2 separate regions of the Callithrix jacchus genome follow, and region 2 is linked to region 1. Evidence: chromatin contacts called from public Hi-C data. All regions are on one chromosome and are shown on one strand. Each heading gives the region's core, a stretch centred on a gene start, on an enhancer-like site or on the middle of the called end of the contact. The rest is flanking DNA. Distances are from core to core; before and after follow the strand shown.

Region 1 (7,067 bases), core at 1,751-4,250:
GTCCTGATTCCCTGGGACGGGGACATGTTTGCCTCACGGCTGGCTGGCTATGGGGTGGAGCCTGGCCTGCAGCCCTGTGCTGAAGGTACGCTGTGTCTGATTACTAAGGCTGGACAGCCAAAGCCAGCACTGTCTTCTCCACGCTTTCTTTCTCTGATTTGACTGTAACACATGCTCCAGAGAGCCCAACACTGGGGGCACTGTGAGGCGCAGCAGCCTCAGCTTTGGCCCTCCTCCAGGCATCTTCTTAGTGAATTATGGGGGCACCAAGGTCCCCAGACAGCTTGGCCTCTCTTTCCTGATACAGCCAACTCCAGGCTGCTTCTCGGTTGCATGAGCTCAAAAAGTTACTTAACCTCTCCTGGCTCCTCTTACCTTCACGGGACCATTCTGCTGGGTTGTGTTGAAGGCCGCAGAGGATGAGTATAAAACATCCGGCTTGAGACCCCCACAGAGGCAGCTCTGGCTGCAGAGTCTCCCTGTGGGCCCAGGAATGACATAGGCTGGGGATGGCCCAGGTCTAGCCCCACCCATTTGCTAGCCCTCCACAGCAGCAGATTGAAACTAGGACTAGGCTGGCCATGTGTGCCAAAACCCACATCCAGGCCTGCCGGCTGCGGGATGTGAACCCAGCCTGAGCCTGGGCTCCAGCTAGTGGCCTGAGCCTCCTCTGCTGACCCCTGCTCTGTGACTGAGCATGGAGGGGCAGTCCCTGTCAGGCTTGTGTGACTGGCACCTACTAACAGACCCCACGTTCTCAGTTCTAAGCATGTCTCTTGGGTAGACGGTTCGAGAATCTTCCCCAGTGGATGGGGTCATGAGCTGCCGGTGGCAGGAGCTGTGCCGGCCTTGCCCTGACCCCAACATAACTCATTCCCTCATTTCCTGTGGGTCCCCCATGCTCGCAGGCTGGCACCTTGGAAGTATGAGGCTGGAGTTAACCATGAATGAAAGAAAGAGGCCCTTTGGCTTGGCAGGGGTAGTGACTGGCCAGGGACTGTCGGGGGCGAGGGCAGATGGGGACCCTTCCTCATCACCATTTGTGCAGGCCCTGAGTCTGCAGTGTTTCCACAGGCACCCCTTTCTATCTCCAAGAGGCCCTCGGCACCCTGGAATGAGGCCAGATTTAAGAGACAGGCTCAACTGTGAACAGCCCGGAGCTGGGGAGGAACACATGGAGAGGGAAGAAAGCCGGGAGGAGGCCTGGCTCTTGCGCCTGCCCGGGCTGTGTGTGGACAGGAATGGCAGGTCTTGAATAGGCGGCCACCTGTGCTGGGATGCCTGGCTCACAGGGAGAGAGGGCTGGGAAAGTCTCCATGATCCCAGGAAAGCCTAACAGAGAAGCGCCTGCCATGGGGCTCAGGGGAGCATTTGGAGGGAGTTCTGGCTCAGGCTCTGGGCCTCTCTCTGGCTGCTCCATCTCGGGCAGTGCAGTGGAGTTGATGGTCCAGCTGCAGTGTGTCTCAGGGACGATCTGTTTCTACACTGCACCTGCTGTCGGGGGGTGGGGGTTGAGAGCGACTAACAGCACAGAGAGATGCCATTTGCAGAGCTGGAGGCCTCACCTCCCCACACAGCTGTCCTCGCCGGCACCCGAGGCTGATTGTCCTCATGGGCACCTGAGGCCGACCGTCTGGCCTGAGCCTGTGAGCCCAGTGCTGCCAGATCCAGGGCAGGGCTCCACAGCAGAGTCTCAGCAGGCTGCCCCCAGTCTGGCCCCAGGGGGGAGTGGGCACCAGTGCCCTGTGCTCAGGGAATGGTTGTATCTGATAGAGATGGGGCCGGGGGGACGTCCAGGCCTCTGCAGGTGACAGTCTCAGCTGGGGAAGGGATTGCCCGACTTCTGGGAGGTCATCCAGGGCCAAGGCACTGGGCAGTTCTGTGGGGACCTCCAGGGGCTTCAGTCCGTGACTCATTTTCCCTGAGCATCCCAGTCCCCCTCTGTCCTCATGTCTCCAGCATCTTGTGATCTGGGCAGGGAGGACAGGCAGGTGGTGGGACACTGTGCAGGTGTTGTGGACCTGCCCCTCACCTGACTTGAGCCTTTCAGCACGTCCAAGGTTCCCCCTTGGGTTTCCGTTCAGCCCTGGTTTGGGGAAGAGATTTCATTCCCTGGGATGAAGTGGGAGAGACTGCTCTGTCCCCCTGAGCTCTCACAGCTCTCCCACCCACAGCTAGGGCTCTCTGTGCCATGGCCTCCACCCCAGCCTCGCAGTGCCAGGACTGTGAGCACAGGGAAACCGAGGCAGGGGCTGACCCCCACACTCCAGGCCTGGCCATGGAGGCAGCGGGGAGGCCCGCCTCTGCGGCCTCAGCCTCTCCTATCCAAACGCCTTAAAGCTGTCTTCCCCCTTGAGGTCAGTGGAATTCACACAGTGTCCTAGTTAGGGGACATGTGCTGGCCCTGCTTTCTTCTGTGTCCAGCCAGGAGCCCAAGACTGTGCAGTCTTCCTGGTCACAGCAAAGCTTTCCAGATATGGCTGAGTTCCTGTAACTGTCCACAGGCCAGGGCCACCTCCAGGCACTGGGAGTGGCGCAGGAGGCAGCCCTGAGGTGGCTCCCAGGAGAGCAGGGTGGCCTCCCTGGTTTGGGCTGATTCGTAGGTTGAGGCAAATGGCAATAGCACATGCAGCACTGCAGCACTGCTCCGTCCCCCTTCCTGGGGAGAAGGTTCTTGTGCTTTTCTCTTTGTTATGCCCTTTTTAAGACTTGGATTATCTTACTAGCTTAGGAGGCCGTGCCGGGGCTGGAGAGTGAGTAGAAGCAGTTACAATGAGTGGGGAGTCAGTATAGGGGGCTTTTACATCCCCTTGTTTGGGGTTTGTATTCTTCCCTTAGTTGTCCACACCCCATGTAAGCCCCCCACATTTGGATACTTCTCATCTGCCAGAGCCTGAGTGAAACACGCGCCCACATGCAGACTTCCCCGCTAGAAGGTGTCTCCCCACGTGACCTCCACAGGCCTCGCCAGCTCCTCTCCAGCCTCCTGTTCCCTCTGCAGCCTCCTATGGGTACATGTGCCATCGCCGCTGTGGTCAGGCCATGAGCCCGTGACCATTCTTTCCATGCTGTCCCCAGGGCTTAGCACGGGGCAAGCACCTCTTCCCTGAGGACAGACCCTGCCTGCCTTGTCCACAGCTGATCCCAGAGCCTGCTGGGCATGGAACAAGTGGTGAAAATCTGCACCCCATGAATGAAGGCTTGAATGGAGGCCTCGCTAAGGAGTGTCTAAGCAAATACAGATGGCCGTCTCCAAGGCAGTGGAAACCACAAGCTCTGGCAGTCTCAGAGGAGGAGCCAGCTCACTGGTTAATTTGTAGCCATGATTTTTTGCACACTTCCTGGTGGGCATTGAAAGCCATGCTCACAGGCCCAGCGGATGTTTGGTGGTGATCCCAGCAATGAGCCAGCCCTCACCTCTGTTTTCTCTATTTTCAGATTTGAGAACGGCAGTGAGTTTCCCTCAGAGCTGGAGGACGGGGACGACCCGGCAGCTTACGTCACCAACCTGTCCTATTACCACCTGGTCCCCTTCGAGACAGACATTTTGGACTGAGGCTTTCCATGGGGCCTCCCCTGCCTCAGCCCTTCACTGCCAGCTCCGGTGCTGTCCACTGTACTGGCCCCCATGGCCACAGCTGCTGCCCCAGCCCTGGACCTCCCAGACGACCCAGGCCCCACTGACGCTAGGAGACCGGGGTGTCCTGCGAGTGGAGCAGCGGGGGCTTCTAGTGGTCCAGGCTGATGGCAGAGTCTCCAGCAATCCGAGCCCACGTCCCAGAGGCCACAGGGCCTTTGTTCTGAGGGTCTTCACTCCCCACTTGGTGCTTGCAGGGCTGCGCGCTTCAGGTCCGGGACAGCTCCTGTGAGCCCGCTCTCACTGTGACTGCTTCCTAGGAGCTGCATCCAGCTTGGTCAAGTGGCGTAGTGCCCCCGGCCACCCTGGCTCCCCACTGTTCCCTCCCGCGGCAAACACATAAGACGTGCTGAGGGAGATTCTGACGAGTCACCATTCCAGATGCCACAGGCAGGGGATGTTGAGTAATCCAGGGTTTCTGTGAGAACTGGGATGTGCAGCTTCTTGTTGTTGCTTTTTACCTTTTATCTGGAAACTGGGTTTGGGTCAACCGTAGGAGTGTTTGCAGAAGGCCCAGCACGGTGGGGTATTGGCTGCAGGGCGGGGAAGGCATTCTGACCAGACACTTGTGTGAGGTTGAACTGAGCGAGCCTTGGTGGTTCTTCCCAGAGGAGAGGAATTTCTTCCTGGCCTGCCAGGTCTCCGGGCCTTCGGCGAGGGTCCCAGTGCTGCAGCCACACTACCCTGGTGTGCTCATTGACAGAGTTGCCATCGTGAACCTAAAGGACGGGAATGGAGGGAAGCCGGGCTCCTTGCCCATAGGAGAGGATCCCCATTCTTCCAGCATCTCTGCTCGCAGTGTCTACTAATGACCGACATTTGCTAATGTAAATAATAGTAAATTATTGAGAATTCTAATTCTTTTACACAGTCTGTTTTTAATCTATTTTAATTAAATAAAATCTGTGCTCTATTTTGGTCTGTCCAAGATGTTTGCATATAAAGTATAAAGGTGTGGTTCTTTCTGTCCCCTGCCTTGGGACGGGGTGGAAACCAAATACCCCCACTCCTTGGGCCTGGCCCCTCCCACTCTGTCACATTCCATGAGTTAGAAAGTGTGTTATGTTCTTACCCTAGGGAAATGATCTGCACACATTGCAAAATGAACACACAGCTTGTTTTCTTTTGGAAGAAGAAGGGGGTTGACTTAGGGTTTTTTCTTCCATTTTTCTTTTTGGCAGCCACAGGAAATCTCTTCGATGACCCAGCTGCAAAGTGTTTGGAAAACTCTGCCCCTACCGCAAAATCTCTCTCTCTTTCCCTCCCCCACAAAGAGGCTCCCTTATCTCTCACTTTACATACCGGCCCTAGCCCTCCCGCCGCCCAGCTTCCCGCCGCCCAGCTTCCCGCCCAGCAGTTCAAACTGACCAACAGTTGCCCACCACCTCGGCTTTTGGCTTCCCCACCCCCCAGCCCTTCAGCCCCCTATAAAACAACCCTGCCCCTCTGAGCGGCGCGGCCATTTTTCCTTTTCGTCCCGGCTGGCCTGCCCGGAGGCTCTTTCCTCTCAATAAAGCCTGAACTTAAGGAATTTCCTCTAGCCTGCGGTCCGGTTTTTTCCGAACGAGCTCAGTCTTCCCGCAGAGGGTAGGTCGGACACAAAGCACATGGGCTTTCCTTGGGTTTTTCATTTCCCTTTGCCTTCCAGCTGAGTTGTTTAAAGCATCTTGGTTTCAAATAGACTAGTAGGCAGCAGACTCAGGTTGACCAGTTGCCTTTTTCTTGATGGGTCTAATTCAGTTCTGTGCAAGGATGGGGCTTCCTGCTTAGTAGCTAAGGTTAGAATTGATCAACATGTTCAGTTACTGCCCATCTGACTTTCAAGGATTGATTCGCTGATTAGTCTCATTCTCCGTCTGAGAGGCGCTTCTTCCAGCCATGCAGTCACTGCAACGCATCTTCCTCAGCCATCCCCTTGCTCAGGCTGTGTTCCTCTGCCAAGACCTGAATTTGGCTCCCCAGCCTCATCCCCTGGCTCAGCCTTCACTGAAGAAGTTTTACTCTCCCTAATCGGTGTACAGCGAGGTCTTGAAGGTAGGGGTAAGATGTCTGGACATCTGTTGTCCTATTAAACACATCAGAGCATTCTCTGGCTTCCATTTTTTTTTCCTGGAAAAACATGTAAGTCCAATTTTCATATTCCCACACTCGAAAGAGCCCCGAGTACAAACGAGTGTTTCTTTAGTGCAATGAACATGCCTACCAGCACTCAGCAGCCCTGTTGGGAGCAGTATGGCATGGTGGGGACTGGCGAACAGGAGTGCTCAGGCCCCGCAGCCAGGGAGCAGCTACCACTGCTCAGTTGAGCTGGCGGTTTTGCCTGGAAGTATGGGCCTGGTATGGCTGGACCTCCTAGTTTTTCCATGAAAGCTAGAAATCTGACTCTTTGTGAAATATCCCAATTTCAAAGTGTTGGCAAAAAAAGAAAAATAGATTGAAAACTTGATCAAGTGAAAGAATTGTGAATTTTCAGCCTCTAAACTGTCATTTCAGAAAATCGATACCAGAGCAGTTCAGGTTCATGTGTGAGTTTTCACTCTTGCCTGCACCGTCCTCCGGGGACTGGCTTTTCTCCTCATTTGGCTCTCATGCTGTTTGTGCTGCTCTGGCAACCAAGAGACGCTTGGCAGCCGTGGCTTGGACACTGCCCTCAGTCACTGACAACTGCGTGAAGGCTGCTGTCATAAACTCCATTTACTACCTTAGGCTCCTGTGAAGTGGTGGGCAGGTCAAACAAATTCCCGTTGCCAAATTAAATCATTTAAGTCACCCAAGTTTCCTGTTTGAAAAGTGCTTTCGGCATACGTGGTTTATGGGTCGTGGAATCATCCCTTCTTTGTCCGTTTTGTGATAAATGCTCATTGTCATGTATGAGGCCTGCTTAAAGTGACACATGCACAATGTAAACGTCACCTAGGCTCATCACATGATGATTCCTGCAGAATTGATGCTCTCTAGCACAAGCTACCCGGTAACAGAGCCGCCTGTGGGCTCATTTGTGAGCATACAGTTCTCATGGGTCTAACATTTATTAATAGAAGTACACGTGGGGGTGTTGGCAGCCAAACTGCCCTGAGCAATGTGTCCTAACCTTCACCAGTTTCTCCTGCTGCGGATAGAACACATTCTTGGCTTTCATTTAAGAAGCATTCTGTGAAATTATAGCTTATAAATTATAAAATTATAATTTTCTTTTTATTGCAACTAAAATTGCTTGTCCTCTGTGCCTTCCACAGACCAGTATTCTCCTCTAGGCCCAAGGTCTTAAGAAGCAGATTGTATCATTGTTCAGGATGGCAAGGCCAGCAGATGAAGAGGTGACTGCCTTTGAAAAGATAGTTTGTTATACAGGCAGATCCCACGTCGAGGGGGCACATATGCCCTGGGGAACTGTGCAAGGAAGGACCAGGATAGGTCAAGAGGATGAAGA
Region 2 (7,067 bases), core at 2,176-4,675, 320 kb after region 1:
GCCTGGCCAGCAGGGACCCTGCTTATTTATTTGCCCCTCTGGCCCGGATGCAAGCTGCATGTGGATTTGAGTCCACACACTTGGGCACACATCACTTAGAGGGAACAAACAGGGGTTTCTCCCTTGACTCTGCAAGTGGAGAAAAGAAAAATGAGAAGATTGTATTTTTCTTATTAAACAATCCAGTAATCTGAACGTTGTATTTACTAATTGACCGGTTTTCTCTCCAAGTGGAGCAGATGGCTTTAGAGGAGAACATAGGAAAACACAAGGGACATTTCTAAGGGAAAAATAGAATGTTTAGTTAAAGTTCATATTTCACTATTCACTACTAACTCTCACCTTTATTTTAAGGCTCCTTGTAAAGTTTTGGGAGTGTTTTGAGATGAAAATATGAAAGTAACTTTTAACCTCCCCCTGTCACCACAATACCCATGCAGAAAGTTGTCAGGGTCTCCCAGCCCCTGGGCCCCCGGAGCAGCTCTTCAGGGTGAGGGATCACTGGTCCTCAGGGATGCCTGGTCTCCCTTGCTGTCCCGCTTTGCCTCGGTTTACATTTCTCGTGGTGGTTGGGACAGAAGAACACACATCCCCAGACTTCCTGTATCATCCTTTGCAGACTTATAATCTGTCCCAGACGGAAATGTTACACTTCCTTTTGTGGGCAAATTATATGTCTCATTGTATTTTAAAAAACGTGGAAGAGACTCTGAATGGCGTATGTGGCATGGTACTGGCAACGGTGCCACAGTCCCTCTAGGGTTGTTGTATTGCCCTTAAAATTGAGTACGACTAGCTCTGTGTATGTTTCTCTCTGATTTATTTTCTATTTGCCCCTCTCTAGTGGGATCTTGTGTGTGATAATGCCTGGAAGGTCCATATCGCTAAGTTCTCCTTACTGGTTGGATTAATCTTTGGCTACCTAATAACTGGATGCATTGCTGACTGGTGAGTACCAACGTGCCCGCCGCACGAACCTTTGGAAGCCACAGCACGCCTCTGGTGGCTAAAGAAAAGTGGTCAGTGTTAGCTTACCGTGACTGAGTCTTTTCCCAGTGCCAGAGCAGAAGGCCAAAGCTGCCATGTGGAGAATGCAGAGCTCAGAGAAATGGCCCATGCACATAGCAGATCATTTGGAAGTGTGAATTTAAATTCAAAGCAATTCTCTAGCTGCTAGAATCTAGCAGAAGTAGCCTGCAGCCCCATCTACTTCTAACCTTTGATGTTCATTTAGAAAGAGCTTGAAAACGTATGTGCAGGGCTCCAGGGGCTGGGCACTAAGGGGTGGATACAGAAGATGCATTAAAAAATAGGGGTGGGGGAGCTAGAGACCCTTCCCCCATGTGAGCTGAATGAGGAAGGCAGTGCTGATGAGCACCTCTGAATGTCACGTAGATCTTTAGAGAGGGAGAGTCCTTGGCTTAGCCAGGAGATGCCTCTGCAGGATCTGGGGGGAGCTGCGTCTTGAGGGATAAAGAGCATTTGGGTAATACAGATGGGCTCTGAGGGCAGGGGAGGCGGTGGCCAGAGGTGAGAATGCATATGCTTTGTGGGGGTAGGAGAGGAAGTCTGGGTGCCTGGAGCAAAGCACCTTTGTAGTTCAGGATGAAGGAATGAGGTTGGTAGGACAGAGGTCTGCAGGTAAAGATGGTAGCAGAGACATGAATAATAATGATACCATTAGCAGGTAACACTTGCTGAAAGATTACTATGTAGCAGGCACTGTGCCAAGTAGTTCCATACATTAACATCTCCTTACAACGTATTATTACCTGTGTTTTACAGTTGGAAAAGCACAGAAGTGTAAGTAAAATCCCCAAGTTCACCCAGCTTTAAGCTGGAGAGCCAGGACTTGAACCTCAGCCACATGGCCCCAGAGCCTGCCCCTCCACCAGGGTGCTGCCATGCTTTTATTTAAGACATTCTGTGGTCACAGGAGCAGCAGCGGTGACGTGTCCAGGCAGGGAGGCAATTGCACAATGTTGACAGGTTTTTCAAGTAGTGAGACTGCTCAGGAGAGGGGCACACTCTAACTATCTCCCCAGCTTGCACTCTTTTCTCTTTAAAGGATTTTTTTTTTCTGGTGAATCAGGACATCTTGGCCTGATGACATAATAAGGGCCCAGAGTGATACAGAGCAAATCTGTAGGTCCTGTGACCTCTGCACCTCAGTTAACGGAGAATGCTGGCCTGGGTGGACAGCAGCAGAGGGTCACATTACACATGTGGAAAATTTCTGCCAAAACCAGCGTTCTATTTGGGAGTTCCCTGAGCTGGCATGTAATGTGATTTCCTGTGTGCTCGATATCTGCTTCATCATCACTTGCAAGTGCCTCTCATGGACACATTCTCTGTGAACAGCAGCAGAGAAGCAGTCAGTGACCTCTGGAGACCTATGCGGGGGACCCCTTGCGGGCTTTCTCTGGTGGAGGCAACACGGGGTTTATTTTTTAAACCAAATACTTGAGTTCATAGGTTTCTATTGTGAGCTATATTGGTCTAAAATATGCTGTTTCCCAGAAATCTCCACTGATATAGGTTAGAAAAATATACTAATATAATCCATGTCACCGTCTTTCTAAAAAAAAAAAAATGCAGACTTGACGGGTATTAGTGTCCTTATTCAAGAAATAATTTGATAGAAAAGTAGAAATCGACTTTTATTAATGAAGCAGTCCGTAATAGTTGAAATTGTTTAAAGGTTGTTTTCTTGGCTTTCTTCTTGTTGTACACACATGTGATGTGGCCTCCCTGATCACACACCAGGCCTGAGGACAAAAGACTAGAGTTTGGGTCTTGCTCTTTGAGTAACCAGAGGTCTGACATCGCAAACCCTTTCTCTGCAGTTGCTTTTCTGAGGGTCCTCATCAGATGGGCCAGATTGAGGGGGTACCCTGGGAATCAGGGGCAGACTGCCTGAGTGGTGGTTTTTGAACATTTTGAGTGGGCTTCCCTTTCCATTTGAGAGCTTGGTATTTTCCAACCCCATTCTCTGGCATTTTATTCCCTGCTTGAACCTTGCTTAAAAGGAAATAAACCCATTGAAAGGGAACTCCAGACCTCACGGCTGTGAGCCCTGTTTCATGGCTGCACGGGGAAGTTGACTAAGTCATATAGTATGCTTCCTAAAGCTGCAGTCAGCATTTAGCAACATTTAAACAGTACTCGTCTTTCTTTAAAAAGTGACTGTTTTTGACACTAAGTTTTGTCTGGGGATGTTCACTGGGCATTGGTATAAAACCTGCTAGTTCAGGTGGGTGGGGGGAGATGATGGCCTGCAGCCCCAGAGATGCACTCCCTTCTTCGCGGCCTTTGTCACTGCAGCAGGCTTCTCCCTTCTTCCCCAGCCCACCCTGGGAAGCTGGCCAGTATGGGCTGCCCTGGAGGACCCCTTGCCCTCCAGCTCCTGGCTGAGCATGTCCAGTGGGGAGCAGCAGCTGTAAATCCTCAGGGGAGAGGAGAGTGAGGTCAGGCACTTGTGTGCCCAGCTTGCTCTCTGCCAGGCTGGAGGGGCCAGCCACCTCCTGTCCATGACCTCCACATAGAACCTCATTCTCTCTGGGGCTAGGACCGTCCTTCCCCTACTCCCTGCTGTCAAGAGCCATAAGGTCAAACACCATCTCTTGTGGGTTTCCTCATAGCTTGTTTACTCTTTTATAAATAATCCCTTTATTAAAATCTCCTCCAGTCACTTCATTTGAGTGGGACCTCTGTTTCCTGTTGAGACCCTGTGTCAGTTCTCTATGGCTGCTGTTACAAATTACTGCAAGCTTGGTGGCTTCCATAATCCAAATGAATGATCTTAACAGTTCTGCAATTCACAAGTCCAACAAAGGTCTCACTGGTCTAAAGTCAGGTTGTCAGCAGGGCCGTGTTCCTTTTTACAAGATCTAGGAGACAGTCTGCTTCCCTGCTTTTTCTAGCTTCTAAAGGCCACCTGCTCATGGCCCCATCCTCCATCTTCAGAGCCAGCAATGTCAAGTCAATTCCTTCTCACATCACTACCTCTCTGGTTCCCTGGAGCCAGGGGAGATTTTCCTTGTCATTAGATTGGACCTACCTGCAAAGTCACCTCATCTTAGGGTCCTTAAGCTTAATCTCATCTTGAGAATTCCTTTTACCATGAAAAGTAAAATACTTACATGTTCTGAGGATTAGGACATGGACATATTTGAGGACCACTGTTCTACCCACCACAGATCCTAAGTGATAAAGTCCTCTGCATTACAGACAAAGGCTGTGACTTTATCAGTCCTCTCTGAGGCGGTTCTGCTCTGGGAGCCAGTTCCTGTGAAAACCATCCATACTTGTAGCTAACATGTAACGAATGCTTGCTGAGCATTTGTTCATATCCACTCCTGTCGACATCATTATGAAGTAATGATTAATTGGCCCTTACCAAAGGGAACTCGAGGCTCATTCAAACAAGCCTGGCCTTACTCCAGATCACATAGTTCAGAAGTGATGATCCTGGCTGGATTCAGAACCAACACACTCTGACTTCAAAGACTGTTTGCCCTGTAGACCTTGATGATAAGTTTTACTTCTTGATTTTAGCAACCATTTGGGAGGCAGGTACTTAGAATGGTTGCCACATTCTTAAAAAGATCAAAACTCTTTTCTGAAACATCAGAACAGAGCAAGCCATGTTTGGTAGGCATCAGGGATGTAGAAGTGTAGAAAGAAATGAACACGAAAACATTTTACTGTTCACTTTGTACCAGGCGTTGCATCTGTTCCCCTCATCCCCCCTAGTGAATGACCTCAACACTCCACCACATAGGATGCTGATCCCCATTTTACGGACCAGGGAGGCCAAGGGTAATGCACGATGTTAGAGTTAGTTCATTTTCCTTCATTTTAGGAGAATGACTAAAGCTGTATTTTAAACTTATTTTTGTAAATGAGTTAGATTTGGACAAAATCAGCTACACAGTCTTTCCTAGTAAGGGCTTCCTGACCCCAGCACCAGACAAGGGAAAGTACTGGCTCAAATCTCTACGTGAGATTATTGACTTACATGGAGCCCCTCGCCTCGGCTTGCTTCGCTAAACCAGGGTGACTGATGGGAATGGTTAGAACAAAAAGTTCTGAGTAAATTTCATCCTGTTGTTCCTTTCCCTGTGTTTTCTTAAAATTCCATCTGTCTCCATAACGGAAGGCTGTGCCTTGCTTGTTGTTTTTTTTTTTTTAACAGTTTTATTGACAGATAATTTGCATCCCATAAACCCACCCATTTTAAGTGCACAATTCAGTGAGTTTAGTATATTTGCAGAGCTGTACAGCCATCACCACATTTTGAATTTAAAACCTTCCTATCCCCTCAAAGGATGACGGAAACATCACCCCCCAGTCCTGGGCAACCACAAATCTACTTTCTTTTTCTGTGTATTTGTCCTTTCTGGGCATTTTATTTGGATGTAGATGCCTTGTCATAAACATGCCTAGGACAGTTGAAGCCCCTCAACTACCCTTTGTGATACTGGGGGCACTAGATCTAGATTTCTCCCCCTTTTTTATCCTAGCAGACAGCATCCACTCTGCCCCCATTTCTCTGAGTTATCCTTTAGACTGAGCCAATCGTGTTTGATGGAGAGTTTTTGTTGTTGTTTTATTTTTAATCGGTTAATGAAGGAGAGATGGAAAGGGACCACAGGAACTGGTGACTTTTAGACCACCCTCTACTGTCCTCCCAGGCACTCTAGCAGCACATCGCCCCCTAGTGGTCACTGATCTGAAACGGGGGCCAGCTCCAGAACCCACAGATTTAGTGTTTCTGTGGCCCTTTCCAGGGAAACATTGCAGCCGGGGCTCCCTGCCCCTCAGTCCAGCCGAGGGGCTGCACTCTCAGATCACTATGAGGTCACGGGGCATTTACAGTTCACACTATCTTAGCTTAGTGTGTAATCCCTTAAAAGTTACTTCTTGTCATGTAGCTGAAACTAATTGGCAGATGGCTTGGCCCTCACTCAGATAGGCTGTATGTAGGATCAGGTATCAGGTATCTGACTTAGTTAACAACCCGGAGAGAGGAAACAAAGCCCCTTGGCTTGGTGACCATGTTGACCTTTGATCCAGTCCCAAAGGTCAACGATTGCTCAAGACTCTTTATGCTGGGCGTATCAAGGTTCCTGTTTGGAGAGTTATTAATTTTGTCCCTCTTCCCTTGAATTATATCACTATACACTCAGAAATAGACTCCACAACAGGAATTGGATTGGGCTCAAGTCTGAATTCTCTTACCCTGTAGTTGGTTGATCCCTGCTTCCTTATCTCAAGAATTAGGGGCTAAATCTCCCTTTCTACCCCTAGCAGTTTAGGATCTAGTGAAGTGGGTGGAGCTGGCACAGTACTTTTTGCCCAGTACTCATTCAACACATATTGGGTGCCTGCTGGACACTGGGTTTCAGCATCTAGCATCACTGTCTTATTTCACAACGATTCCTAACCTTTTTCCCTCTCCATATGCAGGGTCGGCCGGCGGCCTGTGCTGCTGTTTTCCATCATCTTCATTCTGATCTTTGGACTGACTGTGGCACTGTCAGTGAATGTGACAATGTTCAGCACACTCAGGTTCTTTGAAGGATTTTGCCTGGCTGGAATAATTCTCACCTTGTATGCGTTACGTAAGTAGTAACCTTCATGACTAGTCTCGCAAGAATTTAGCAAAAGTATTGTTGCCTGGGGGGTCCTGGGAAAGATACTAGGCACGCTGCTTGTTTGGGATGGCAGCTTTTGGAAACAAACACCAAAGGCCTCTAGTGTTGTGAAAGAGGCTTTTCAGGTGAGGCCGGGCAGCGTTTCGTTCAATCCTGATCTCCAGCTCAGGCTCAGAGCACATCAAAGGACATAGGAGGTTGCGTAATTGCTTGGAGAAGTGGCGATCAGCCCTTTCCTGGTATGGGGAGGCTTTGGCTTTTCTCCAGAATTTTCTGCATTGACATTCTGTGTGCTTCTATCTGGTGCATAATTGGGTATCCATACAGAATCCAAATTTTCCACATTTTCATGTCCCCAGATGTGACCTTAAGTGGTCTGGAACTGAATCCTAAGCATTGGTACTAGAA

Evidence for each region. A called contact is a pair of places that touch in the nucleus more often than the background predicts.
Region 2: a contact with region 1 is called in a Hi-C map of skeletal muscle, with 5 times the contacts expected there. The contact joins two enhancer-like sites. A contact is called at or near these places in 2 of 3 Hi-C or Micro-C datasets (both in skeletal muscle).

What each region holds. Positions count from the first base shown.
Region 1 is chr4:26,917,696-26,924,762 of calJac240_pri, forward strand. PXDC1 (PX domain containing 1) reads left to right here. Exons shown (of 5, transcript XM_002746262.6): 5 at 3,439-4,550. The coding sequence ends at 3,556. Among named protein-coding and RNA genes, the nearest start is that of PXDC1, 28 kb to the left of the region's middle. Within about 2 kb of position 3,001, at least 2 of the 16 cell types and tissues checked have an H3K27ac peak or open chromatin away from gene starts, as enhancers often do. A contact at or near this core is called in skeletal muscle, where this site is marked.
Region 2 is chr4:27,237,711-27,244,777 of calJac240_pri, forward strand. SLC22A23 (solute carrier family 22 member 23) reads left to right here. Exons shown (of 11, transcript XR_013533801.1): 2 at 845-948; 3 at 6,472-6,626. It overlaps LOC144582043 (a long non-coding RNA gene), which reads right to left. Exons shown (of 2, transcript XR_013533804.1): 2 at 1-2,768. Among named protein-coding and RNA genes, the nearest start is that of SLC22A23, 44 kb to the left of the region's middle. Within about 2 kb of position 3,426, at least 3 of the 16 cell types and tissues checked have an H3K27ac peak or open chromatin away from gene starts, as enhancers often do. A contact at or near this core is called in skeletal muscle, where this site is marked.